Linked DNA regions of Rattus norvegicus: region 1 is linked to region 2. The links are chromatin contacts, called in public Hi-C maps. All regions are on one chromosome and are shown on one strand. The core of a region is the stretch at or near the end of the contact, and the rest is flanking DNA. Distances in the headings are between cores, read along the strand shown.

Region 1 (6,455 bases), core at 3,576-6,075, 110 kb before region 2:
CTGATGCCAATAGATGTGGGTTTCTTTTTGCAAGCTTGGTGTGTTCATTTGTAAGGGCTCTGTCACTAAGTATACACACAGGGTAGCTTAACTCTCAGGTACACTGTCCCTCACTTCTGATGCTCCATGGTCCAAGATTAAGGTGCCCTGTCCTGCAGGACTTGGTGGGTACCAAGGTCTGGACATGGCACACTTTTTTTGTGACTTTCTCTTTGTGAATTGGACCAATAAGCATATTGGCCAGCAAGTATTCATAACCTCTCAGCTTCTGCATTCTAAAACGATCTATGATCGGTGAGAAGGCTAAGCCTCTATTGTATCTACATCTAGAATGTTCCTCTGAGAAACCTACAGGGAAAACAATCGCCCAGTGAATAGCCTGAAATACCACTAGGAAGCTGGAAACCTGTGCCATTTTTGTGACCCAAACCTAAAGAAAAAGCCATGATAGTTGAATAAAGAAGATGGAGGCTACCTTGGTCATCCTCATTGGCTAATAAAGAGCTGAACTGCCAAGATCAGTAAGGCCTGCCAAAGGTGGTGAATCAGGCTGGGGGAGAGCAGTAGCCAGGGCAAGAGTATTCTTGTCCCTGTGGATCTGTGGGTCTACACAAGTGTGTGGAGGGAGGAGGGTGTATGGGTATGTCTGGGTGTATCTTGATGTGTGTGTGTGTGTTTATCTGTATGTGTATATGTGTGTGTGTGTATGCATGTGTATGCATGTATCTGTGTCTCTCTGTCTCTGTCTCTTTGTCTGTCAGCCTCTGTTTCTCTGTATATGTGTATACATCTGTGTTTGAATGTATATCTGGGTGTGTCTGGATTCTTCTGTATATCTGTGTATGTATCTGTGTGTATGTATGTATGGATGTGTATCTAGATGTATCTGTGTGTCTCTCTGTGTCTCTGTGTGTCTCTCTCTGTCTCTGTATGTCTCTCTCTGTCTCTGCATGTGCATGTGCACGAGTGTGTGTGTGTGTGTCTGTGTGTGTGTGTCTGTGTGTCTGTGTGTGTGTAGCAACACTGGGAAGCTCCAGGAATCACATGGCTGGTATATCAGAAGAGCACTGGCTGGGGACAAGGGGCTGGTCCCTGACACAGCAGGTGGCAGCTCCAGGAAGGAGGACAAGTTTGAGCACAGTTTGTACCTGGCATGGTGGCCAAGTCAAACAGCAAGCCAGAGGAAAACAGTTGGCACTCAGGGCAGTGGCTTTACCAAGTCAGAAAAGTGTCTTGAGGTTGAGCTCCCACTGGAACTACAGATGGCTCTGTCTCTCTGAGGTGGCCTCACAAGTGGCTGAACCATGTGAGATGTCCTTCCTCGGCCAGTGTTCTGGTGGTAAGACCACATAGCATTCTCCTGCAATGAGGTGAACATCAAAGAGGCCCGGGAGAGTCAGCCCTCCCTGATTGTGGGCAAACCCTGACTGTATTCATGATGAAAGCCACGAAAAGCAACCATCAATGCTGTAACATTTATAAACATCCAGGCAGAGAACAAAGAACTCAAAGAAAGATGGGAACAAAATGACCATTTAGTTGGCTTCAGTGGTCCTGCTGTAATCTCAACAGGACTGCTTTAAGGAGGCTAGCTTTGACTACACAGTGAGTTACAGGCCAGCCTGGGCTATGGCATAACTCAAAAAAGCGAACAGAGAAGAGAGAAATGGTGCGGTGGTTAAGAGCCCTTGTTGTTCTCATAGAGGACCTGAGTTCAACTCCCAGAATCCATTCTTGGCTGCTCAAAACCAAATGTAACTCCAACTCCAAAGGGATCTGATACCCTATTCTGATTTCCAAAGCCATGTACACACATACATACATAGACATAGACACACATGCTTACACACATGTAAAACTAAGTCTCAAAAACAAATAATAAAACAAAAGAATGACTTCAGAGAAACCTCTGCACAATGTGCTAGACTCTGATCCAAGCCTGCCTCTTGGTGCCTAGATGTGGCAGAGTAAGGCAAGGCCTTTCAGCACACATTTCCCCATCCACAGAGTGAGCACAACCAAAGCACATGTCTCTCAGCCTCACTCTACCAACTCAAGAAGGAAGATACAGCAGGTAAAACACTCAGCACAGGGTTCAGCAAAGAACTCAGGCATCCAGCCCCTGTCAGCGGCCAAAGTCAGGAGTGCTTGCTCCTGAAACCTGATACATAAGCACTCCGAAGAGGAAGGGGAAGAATTCTGAGGGAGGCAGAGCACTGAGAAAGTTGGGTGCCGGATCATAAAAATGAGCCCAGGCAGCCAAATCGTTATGAACAGAACTGGGAAAAAACAAAAGCAAAAACAAAAACAGAAAACCATTTTCCAGGCCGTAAGATGGACCCGGCTGTGGCAGTCAAGGGACAACTATGCTAATAAGCAGGTGTGTGTGCTGAGTCCATGGTGGCATTCCACAGCACCCAAGCAGAAGATGTCAGTTGACCCTCAAAAGGAAGAAATATCGGCTAGCATCTGACTAATTCACAAAACACAGCTGTGGGGCCGTACACTGTCAAGAGCCTTAGAAGATACAAAATGCAGAGGCTGAGAGGCTGACTCAGTGGCAGAGGGTTAGGGGTCCTGGGTTCCATCCCAGGCAGTGTCACGAAAGCAGAGGAAAGAGCAATGAACCAGAGCAATTGTCCCAGAACATTCCACTGGTGGTAAGTGCTTCATATGCATGGTTAAGATGCTGATCAGAACTACGCATTCAATAACAGTCCATGTCCTTAGGAAGGAAACCTTAGCAATGAGCCTTAAGTCTCAATGCTGCCATCACAAATAAGAACGAACATGAAAGCTAAGACTTAAGAGAAGATGAGATTATAAAAATAATAACTACAATCTAATACCTGTACAGTAGAAGCTTAAAATATCAGCCCACACAGTAAAGCCCAACCCTGACTGTAGTATTCTCAGGATGGGGGGGAGTGGCAGAGAAAAGCCATAAGAGCACCCTATGCAGTAGCTACCAGCAAAATGAGGCGAAACAGCACCCCTCACACCTACGGAGCAAGACAGGGGGACCCAACAGTGCCATTTGCTAGGGAGAAGTATAAGATGAAGTTTTAAAATGTCCCATTACAGAGACACAACAGAGGCTTCAGAGAGCCATTTAAAAGGGAGGGAACAAGAAACAAAATGAATTAGCTGGAAGAATAAAAATAAATGACATCTTTTATGTAGTATAAGATAGATGGACTAATAGATGGCAAGTTAATGCATACAATTATGTGTTTTATGTAAAATTCAGGGCAACGGATATTAAATAGGATGGTGTGGAAGCAGGGTATGGGAACATACACCTGACAGCCTCAGGAACCTGGAGCAGGAAAATCAAGAGTTTGAGGCCAGCCTGGTCACACAGAATGACTGTCTCAAAAGTCACAAATGCTAGGCAACCTCTAATATGTATATAAAGAGTCAGGCTTGATGGCATGCATTATAATCCCAGCAGTGACAAGAGCTCACTGCCCAGACAGGCTGGTCTAGCCGGCATACTCTAGACAAGTAAGAAACCCTTCCTCAAACAAGCTGGAGGCAGTAGACATGTAACCATGCCCACAGTAAACCTCTATTCTATACACACAGTCACACGTACATGCACATACATATATGCACACACAGTATATCTGTGCACACATGATATAGCTGTAAACACACTTAAGTACCCACATGAATGCACATGCATGTGTGCACATATATGTGCACATACATATATTATATATGCCTGTGTATAAATACACAGAGAGATTTACAATAAATATATAACATAAGAGAATGAAGGATGTTTCATATTGATAAGAGTATAATCCAAAACGAGTATCTGAAAGCCAGAACCTTTCCACACCAAGGAGGCAGATGACAAAAAAAAAATTGAATGTTCTCCACCTACAGCTGTTCTTCCTAAATTAGGTTCTCAAGCTAGACACAGCTGTGAATGGCTGAGAAGGATGCCATTCATGGGAAACTCAATTAACCAGTGGTCTGGAGAGAACATGTAGAGATGCCAAGCTCCTAGAGTCTTCTGCAGATGGAGAAACTGGGACAGGAAGCTGAGTAAGGCTGAGTAAGGAGTGTAAGGAAAAGGGGGACCTCCGACCTTGGCACAGCCATCCCATGGAAACATAATTCAAACTCCACTAGAACCAGCACCCAAGTGCTGCTGGTGCAGGCTCCTGGCTGACAATCATCTGCAGTGATGAAGCTGGGATTTCAGGAGGGCCAGAGCTAAATCATGTCCTATTTTACCACTGTTTGGTGACTTCAATTTGCTCAGCCTCTCAGGGTCTCAGATTCATTATTCCTGAACAGACTAACAACAGAACCTTCCTCTTGTGTGGGTATGGTTCATTCGACCATAGTCTGCAGGAGGAGTGCTCACTTACACCTCCCTCTGCTTTCCAAGTGTAAGGCAGAACAGTCTTGAATCCTACTGTTCATCTCCACCCCCAGTTCTTCTGCATTCACTCCTCTGTGCCCATGCCCCAGGAGAATGTCACACACACACACACACACACACACACACACCCTGAGAGCAGATCACACACACACACACACACACACACACACACACACACACACACACACACCCTGAGAGCAGATCGCAGACCCAAGCTGGGTCCTTGCCTGCTGCATAGGCAATGCCTTATTCCCCCTTCCTGGGGCTCTCCAGCTGGAGCTTGAAGCTGGTGACTCACTCACGGATCCTGTCATCTCTGCCTCTTTCCCCTCCTACACGGCCTCTATCTCTGCCTCCCCACCCAGATCCTCCCCACTTGCAGCACAGTGGATCTGCAGTGTCCTACTCTGACCATGGCTCTTCAGAGAGCAGGGACTTATCACCCCATGTCCTGTCTGGGAGGCTTTTTCTACTGTCTTCTGCATCAGGCAAAGGACCAGCCATGACATGGAAATGAACCTGGAGGGGGCAGAGGTGGGGCATCCTCCTGGGGCATGGAGGAGTTGGTGCAGAAGAGGGTTCACTAAGGTGGGAAGGGAAGAATGGCTACATTCAAAGCTCCTCTCTGCTCTGAGCTCAGAAATCAGAGGGAGCTGTCAGTGAACATCTCACTGGTTCGCTCTGGTTGAACAATCGATAAACAGGCACTGCCACCCACGTGGGAAAGGATCGAGGCAGACTGAAGCTGAGACCACGCAACAGATTCTCTGCACCTGTAAGCATGCTGAGGTCAGGTGTGTCCTAGTTAAACCAAAATGGCCTGTGTGGCAGGAGATGACTCATGTCTGACCTGTGGCATGGGTTCTCAGCTGCCAGCTGTGCATCACCATGCTTAGATCACACACATAGCTACAAGTGCCCACAGCAATCACCAGGATGGCCTCTTCTGCTAGAAGAGACCCAGGAAGCACTGAAGATGCTTCAAGCAGCCCTGGTGTCAGAACAGAATGAGCCACCTGTAAGGTCTAAACCTACAGCCAGTTCCAAAGCAAGCGTCCAACTACAGCCTAGTGCTGCCCTTAAAACCTAGCAGGAAAGACCTGGGAGAAGAGCAAATCATGAGGCCTGCTCCCCACACACTCCCACTCTGACAGCGGGAAGCACCTCTTCCCTGCTGTGCACTTTTTCCAAGGGGAACCCACCTCAGCACCTCTTCATTCATGGACATTCATGCCGAGGAAGGTGGGGAGACTGAGGCCAGCCCTCAAGTCACCTACCTCTGTCCTCCTTTCTCTCCTAGAATGCCTGTCCCTACCCTTGGCTACCCACCCAATCCATATACCTAGTTCATTCTTCCAGAAAACTCAGTGCAAACTTCTTCCTCTCTCTTGGCCATCCTCAACCCAGATTCTCTGGAATACTGAGACCCCAGGTTTGCCCACAGATCATCTGACTTGATCATCCATATATTATAGTATATCTTTATATTTCCTATAGATGGGTCTGCTCTGTAAGAAAATAATTGAGCCCCCATGGGTCACACCTCTAGCACACTGTGGATACTCTGAGAAGGGTTGGAAATCCTGAACTGGATTCAAACTTGCCCTCAACTGGTTACATTCCCTTTGCAGTTGGGCATGTTATGTAGTATCACCGTTCCTCAGTTTACCCTCCTGGGGAAAGGCGATGACAATGATCACCATCTTCCTAGGCCACTGTAAGGATTATTTGAGATCATATGTACAAAAGCTCCAAGCACCTCCAATGCAATGGGAACTGACTGCACCTCGTACTGTGGGCCTATCATCCAACCACTGGGGCACGGCAGTGCAACCTCTAATCTCAGCACTTGGGAAGTTGAGGCAAGGGGATCACAAGGTCAAACATTACCTGTGTACGAAATTTACCTGTGTACGAAATTTATTGAAGGCCAGTCTGGATAATGGACTTTGTATCAAAAATGACATATATATACATATAGTGGTAGAACGTCTGTAGAGTGAGACCCTGGGTTCAGTCCCCAAAGCTGCAGAATACAAGGTAAATTAGATGGCAA
Region 2 (7,178 bases), core at 999-3,498:
TCTCAGTATGGGAGGGAGACGCTCCCAGGACTAGCTGGAGATGCAGTAGAAAGAATGAGTGAATGGGATTCTGTGATCAGGCTACAGTTAAGTCTGATGGAGCAGAAAGTGTCTCTGAGTCTGACTGTAGGAACCTTGCTTAATCTGAGGGCTTCTCTGGAAGGCCAGTGAACTTTCTCCTTGAAAAGGACAGGGTTGGGGGGGGGGGGTGCTTCATTATCAAGAAGCGGGCTCTAAACAAGCCCACCAGTCACCATTGGAGGCTTTCAGAGCAATGCCAAGAGGAAGCAAAGAAGGAAGGGAGGGAGGTTTTACTTTTTCCTCCCTTATTCCAACACACCAGTATTTTCCAAAACACAAATGTGCTGCCACAAAACACAGCTGAGCCCAGCACCTACGGTAATGTATAATTAATGACACAGAGTGCTTCAGTTGCCCTTGGGTTTCATAGTCAGCCTTCCCCTTTAACCTAACTCTTCTCTTTAGCAGCTACAAGATGCCACAAGTTGCTGAACCCTGTAATGCCTGAGGGGGGTCCTGTGATTAACTTTACTAGAGCAGGTGTTGACACCTGGGAACCAGGATGAGTGCCTTGCCCAACCCCCCCCCCCTAGAGATCTCCTCTCTCCAAAAGTGTGGGTGCTGTTAAGTTCTCTTGGATCAGAATTTCTCTAAAAGAAGGCACCCAGTTCAGCTCCCTCTTTTTGTTCCCTGTTCTTTCTTTTATTCATTCTGTAGTTCTCTCTCAAACACTGCCCACCTCCGGACCCCTGTGCCCAGCTAGTGCTAGGTGGTGGGCAGAGACCCCTCTAGGATATGGACACAGCCCAGGAGTAAGCCTAGCAACCATATATCTGAGATGTGAGTCCTAACACGGGTGGGCGACTCTGCCAGGAATAGCTTAAGGCAACTTCCAGCCACATCGAGTGCCAAAGGGGGGCTTCGTGAAGCAGAGTTCCCTTGGACCCTGAGGTGTGCAACCCTGGTGCTACAGATTGGAGCTGCTGGCTGTATTTGCAGGGATCCAAAGTGGGTGGCCTAGGAGAGGAGTGTAGAGGTGGTGAAAGTACTTGGGGCAGGGGAATGTTCCACAAAGAAAACGTAAGTGATGGAGTGGGCGGAAGCATCAGACTTGCAACCATGCCACGTTTAGAAAGTGATTCTCCATAGATTGACCCCATTCCAGGATAACTCTTTTCAACTTTTTATTGATCCCTGTGCCCCCACTTTCTAAAGCCATATTCCTCCCCCAGAATTCCAAAATGCAAAAGATTTTCTCCCTTGCTCTAATGACGTTCCCTTCTTAGGGACCCTATGAACTGATTTCCCCAACAAGCTCCTAAAGTAGGAGCTGATCTGTCCCAGCCAGCCCGCTGTGATGAGCCTGGACGCAGCCAGTGAGTGATGCCCAGCACGCACCCAGGGTCTTTCAGCTTCCTGTGTCCCCCGCAAGGTTCCTTCTCCTCACCCTGCAACAACATGCCCGAAAGACACATGTACCCCCGACCCGGGTCCGGCCGTAGCCACCAATAACCCTACAATAAGTAGAGAAGTAAAGCGGGGGTCTGTGTCCCAGAGCGCACCGGCTGGGGTCAACTCCTCACCCCTGGCGCACAGACCGCTGCCCCAATCCGAGGGCACAGGGAAAGGGGAGGGAAGGGCAGGCGACGGGGACAAGGCTGGTAGGACGGAAGGAGGCAAGACACGGTGCGGAGCTAAGAGGTGGGCTGCAGGGGACGCCGAGAGATGGCTGGGATGGCGCAGGGGCGGGCGCCCGGGGCGCGCGTTACCTTCGTCTTGCCCCCGCAGTGGCAGCAAACGGTCCACAGGTACTTGAGAGTCCGCCAGAGCAAGATGATGAAGAGGCCCCCGAAGAAAGTCACCATGGAGGAGGCCAAGAAAGCCCACCACATGCGTTGGCCCCGGCTGTCGCACGGCACCTCCATGGTCACCGGGATGATGAGCGCATCCATCTTGGGCTCGTGGACCGAGGACGAGGAGGAAGAGGAGGAGGAAGAAGAGGAGGAGGAAGAAGAGGACGCGTCTAGGCTGAGATGGTTCGCGTGGATATTGCTGCTCATTCTAAGACCGCTGCCTCCGCCGCCGCCGCCGCCGCCGCCGCTGCTGCCGCTGCTGCCGCCGCCGCCGCCGCCGCCACCGTTTGCCATAGCTAGCAACGGACGGCCGGCGCAGGGGCTCGAGGGAGCTCCTCCCGCCGCCAGCGCCACCCCGAACACCCATCAACAGCCATGTTGCTGCTACTGCTGCCGCCGCCGCCGCGGAGCGCCGGGAGGGGGGCGGGGAGGCGCCTGGGCTCGGGGCGCTGTGCGCGACCTGGCGGGGTGTGCGGAGATATATACAGCCAAGCGCCGCCGCCCGCCCTCCCCCGGGCTGCCCGCCCGCCCGGGGGGGGAAGGGGATGAGCGCGGGTGGCTCCCACTCCCCGACCCGGGCTCCGATCGCCCCCGGGGCTGCGCGGGGCACCGAGAGCCCAGGGGGCGCCGCGGGCCGTCCGCGCCCGGGGTCTGGGCGGCCCGAAGCTCCGAAAGCGCGATCCCGAGTGCCTTCGGCGCCGCCCGGTCCACTTGGCGTGCGCCACGCGTGTGCGCTGCGCCCCGGCCCGGGGTCCCCCGCCCGTCCCCGCGCAGCTCTCTCGGGTGATGAGAAGACAGCTCGTTAAGATCGGAGAATCCGCGCCCTCCCGCCCGGGCGTGCCCGCGCCACCCTTCCTCCCCCAGACTGCGCTCCGCTCCTGGATCGCCGCCTCCTGAGCTCGCGGGGCCGCGGTAAATTGGCTGCGGCTGTCTGCCCTGCCTCCGCGGCCAGCTAGCGGATGCCCTGCCGGACCCCTTCGGACCGGGTCTTCGCGACCCCGAGCCTCCTCGGCCTCTGCTCGCTTCTTCCTCCTCGCCTCCTCGGGCTCTTCCTCGTCCCCGTTCTCGCAGCCGGAGCCTCTTCGGCGCGCGCCCCGCGCTCCCCGCAGCCGCCAACAGTGGCAGCTGCAGCAACTGGAGCAGGCGCGGGCTCAAGCCGCCCGAAGCGAGAGGGGAGGAGGCTTACCAGGCTGGCCACGGCTTGGGGCTGAGTAGGGGCCGCAGGTCTTTTGGAAGTGGTCGGGCATGCGGCCCCCCACCACTCAGGACACAGAGTATAGCGCCCCCAGCCCAGATGCAGGATTTAGCAGGTGTTGCGCCCCCTTAAGCTCAGCGGGGTACCAGAAGGGAAAGCCACCAGGTGCCTGAGGAACCCCTAATGGGGAGGGGAGGAGTGGTTGGCTGTCGGCTCCATTCAATGGGCTTATTATTGCCCCTAGATCCTCAGGCTTGGAGACTAAGGAAGACCCTAGTGAGCACAGTACGCGTGCTGACTGATAGTTCATTCACACTTTCGTTTCCTAGGTGCCACAGCGTGCGTTGCTGATGAACAGGGGCATCTGAAAGTCTGTTGGTAGTCTATGACCTCTGACAGCTGCAGGTGGGTTTGTTGTTTGTTCTTTGTTATTTCCTTATCAAGCAACCTGATAGTAGGCAAAGAAGACAGCAGCCTGACTGTTGGTGTGGAACAAACTTGGGTAGACAACGGGTTTCTTAAAGGGTCTCTTCCTTGTCCTTTAGAGTCATGTGAGGAGAGCAACTGAATGGTGGGTATTCTGCATTCAGGCTTGCCTTTCTACATTTCTGGTTTCCCCATTCGTTTCTCCCCTTTAAAGGGAAGGAGTCCGGGTTTGTTGAGCAGCCCCTGTCCCCCCCACCCAACCCCCAGTCACACAGAAACTTTCTCACTCTGGCCACTTCTCCAGGCTGGCAGCTGTACCACAACTTTTTCCTGTGCTAATTAAAACCAAGACAATCACTCTCCCCTCATTGCCCTCAGTGATTTCCCCAAACTTTCCAGCTCATTAGTTATAGCCTAATTGGAATTCTCAGGTTCCTTTCAAGACTCCTCATATGGTAAACTGGCCCAAGTGAGGCTCCTTACCTGAACAAGCTGTCACTACCTAAATCATTGGTCAGCCAAGAAGGGCCAAAGGAGGCCAAACCTGGCAGACACCGAAAATAATGAGTCTCAAATCGGTTGGTATATTCCTTGGGCTCAGTAAACATATCTACTAGAAAAGAATTAAGGCCAAAATCACCCCCCCCCAAAAAAAAAAAAACAGTATATAACAGAAGGCCAGCAAAAAGGCTCAACTGTTAAAGTTACTTGCCTCCAAACCTGACCACCTGAACCTGATCTCTGAAAGTCACAGTGAAAAGAATAAACTAACTCCTGTTAACCATTCTCTCATACCTATGTGCATGTTATGGTGCACACTCATGTTTACACACACACACACACACACACACACACGCACTGAGGTAGTTTATGTTTTAAAGAAGAGAGCTATAAATTGTGTTTTCCAGAAGGAGAAATTGCCTCAGTCTCCCCTTAAACCATCCAGTGGTCCCTCCAATATCATCTGTCCTTCACAATCCCCATGTATTCAATGCCCCTAGCTCTATCCCAGAATCAGGCTGGGTAAGACTTGGAAAGGCTGGGAAGGGATGCAAATGACTGTGGTACTGAGGTTCCTTTGTTGGCCTCCTCAATAGCTGTGAGTGTGCCTCAACACACGCCAAGCGTGAGGGACTTTCCTTAAGTCCGAGATTTAACATTTAAAACTGAGACATCCATAGCATAAACTCAGCAAAGAACAGGTACTGCTCTGCCCCACTGTGGCTTAGTGAGCCTTCGGAATGTATTCCCATAGGAACAAAACTTGAACCTTCGCAGCCAGTGGTCCCCTCTAGATTCTTCCTAGCCAATACCTGCAACCTAGATCTTCCTAGAAAGCTAGTTTCATGGTGACTTACAAGAGTCTGGCGGATGCTGTGCCTTCTGTCATCCCACATGTGAAGTCCCTACATGTGTTCTGACTCCATTGTCACCATCATCATCTAGAGGGTCCCAGAAGCCCCATGAGGTACGCACCCCAGCCACCACCTCTTTCTGCTTTGGTGACTGAAGCTTTCAGCCTCTCCAGTGTTGTCCAAAACTGTGACTTCCTCAGAATTCATCAGAGACCTTCATCAAGGTCAATATTATCACCTGAATGGACTTGGGACACTCAGAATATAGGCACAGAATGAGAGTATTCCTGACTACTGGGAATAGATATCATCAGGCCTTTGCCCAACTCTCTTACCAGCCATTTAGGAAGAGGCTCTTCCCAGACACAGAGGAACCTCGCATTCAAAAAGATCCTTGGACATCGTAGGCTTGTGTTATTCATTTCTAAAACTGAAACCAGAGGCAGGAGAGGGAGCTTGGAGAGTAAATGCTTGCTGCACAAGGATGAGGAGCTGAGTTTGGATCCCTAGCACCCACATAAAGTCCAGTCATGGTATATACTCTGGTACTGGGAAGTAGAGAGATGCAGATACCAGGGGAGTTGCTGGACAGACAGCAAAGCCGAAAAACAAACAAAAACAAAAAACAAACAAACAAACAAACAAAAACCAGAAACCAGGAGGGTAAGCCTCAAATTGAGCCTGCTTCAATTGATGTAGAAAGTTGATTGACTAAAATATATGGCATCAACCTCTGGCCTCCAAACACTCTGCACTGTACACACACACACACACACACACACACACACACACACACACACACACACACCACCTAGCCTATCTCAAAGGGTTATCTGGAAGAATGAAGAAGAAAACATACATATTGTTTGCTATAACTATGACACACACACTCCATAAACTGGATAAACTTGGATCAGATCTTCTGGCCCCTGGCTTTGCTCATATAGTGCAATCTTTGGGAAGAAGTGGGATTAGAGGCCCCTGCCTCCACTTTGCTGCTCTACACACCTACACAGCCCCTCAGAAAGATGGTCGGAGCAAGACCGTGCAGCTTCAGAAATCCCTGAGCTTTGCTGTATGTAATTTTTATCCCAGAGGGCCTCATACCAGGTTGTGGCCAACCTCCAGATGGGAAGAACCCATCAGCTTGCATAGGATCTGTCACCCACACCTACCCACTGACTTCTCCCTCTTTCTTTAGCCTAGGAAATGGGGGGCTCTAGTATCTACAAATAACCCCCAGAGTATCGTCTCTAACTACTGTAGGTGTGTCTACAGGTTGAGTATCTAGGGCCATAGTACAAGAACTAAAAGCTTACAAAAACTAGAAACTTACAATAGGAGACATTTATTTGCCTGTACACATGAAAGCTTCCCAAACTCTTCACCAAATGCACCTGTGTTTACAGTCACTTTCAGAGCAAGCCTGGATTTTCAAATCTGTTAACTATTCTAAGCTGGGCATTCCCAATGGGACTTAAAAGAAATACGTGAGTCGAAGTGCATGAGCACACAAACTAAAAAAGCAGAATGATTGCAAAGTCCAAAGAGAATATGAAAGGTTGTTTAAATAGTTATCAGCCGAGTATCACAGTTAACATGCTGAGATTTCTTTTCTATAGCCCCAGCCTGGACCTAATCCTGATACTCAGATTGAAAACAAACAAAAAAACAAAACAAAACAAAACAAAACAAAACAAAAAACTTTACAAATCTGCTAGGAGACTCAGTAATGCCTCCCTAAGTGGTGTGGCGTCCTCTGGTGGCATCTTCTGGTAGACCACTTCTTGGTGAGGATTCAAAGGGGGGCTGATTCATTCATTTGAGACATGGAAATCCTGAGGAACATTTCACAGTCAAACAAACAATGTAACCACAGGAAAGGGAACCATGGGTTTGAATGCTAGTGGTCAGAGGACACAAACGGACTACAGTTAATAACGTTTAGTATACTTGAGAAGGAACACTAAGGTTCTGGCCACAGATACATACAAGGAAAAAGTAATACAGAATCAGCTTGAGTTAGCGGATTATCCATTCCACAAAGAATAAATATTTCAAATAATGCTGTGCAATATACATAATGCAATGTTTGTCCATTTAAAAATATTAAAGCTGGAGAGATGTCCCGGCCATTAAAGACACTTGTTGCTCCTAAGAGGCCCTGCTTTGTTTCCTAAGACCCACATAATAGTTCACAACCATCTAGAACTCCGGTTTGGAGAAATCCGGTACCCTCCTATGATCTCTTAAAGCATCAACCACTCATATGGTTCACATATATACATGCAGACAAAACTCTCATAAATGAATGAATTGAATGTTTTA

The links. Hi-C and Micro-C count contacts between places; a contact is called where the count stands out from the background.
Region 1: a contact with region 2 is called in a Hi-C map of frontal cortex, with 1.8 times the contacts expected there. The contact joins the enhancer-like site here to the promoter of Kcnma1 in region 2. A contact is called at or near these places in 3 of 12 Hi-C or Micro-C datasets (frontal cortex, liver and psoas muscle).

The regions. Positions count from the first base shown.
Region 1 is chr15:461,076-467,530 of GRCr8, reverse strand. The region is part of intron 1 of Kcnma1 (potassium calcium-activated channel subfamily M alpha 1); the gene reads right to left. Among named protein-coding and RNA genes, the nearest start is that of Kcnma1, 110 kb to the right of the region's middle. Within about 2 kb of position 4,825, at least 26 of the 93 cell types and tissues checked have an H3K27ac peak or open chromatin away from gene starts, as enhancers often do.
Region 2 is chr15:346,995-354,172 of GRCr8, reverse strand. It overlaps Kcnma1 (potassium calcium-activated channel subfamily M alpha 1), which reads right to left and starts at 2,248. Exons shown (of 30, transcript NM_001393699.1): 1 at 1,791-2,248. The coding sequence starts at 2,168. LOC103693799 (a long non-coding RNA gene) reads left to right here and starts at 3,298. Exons shown (of 7, transcript XR_010058082.1): 1 at 3,298-3,474.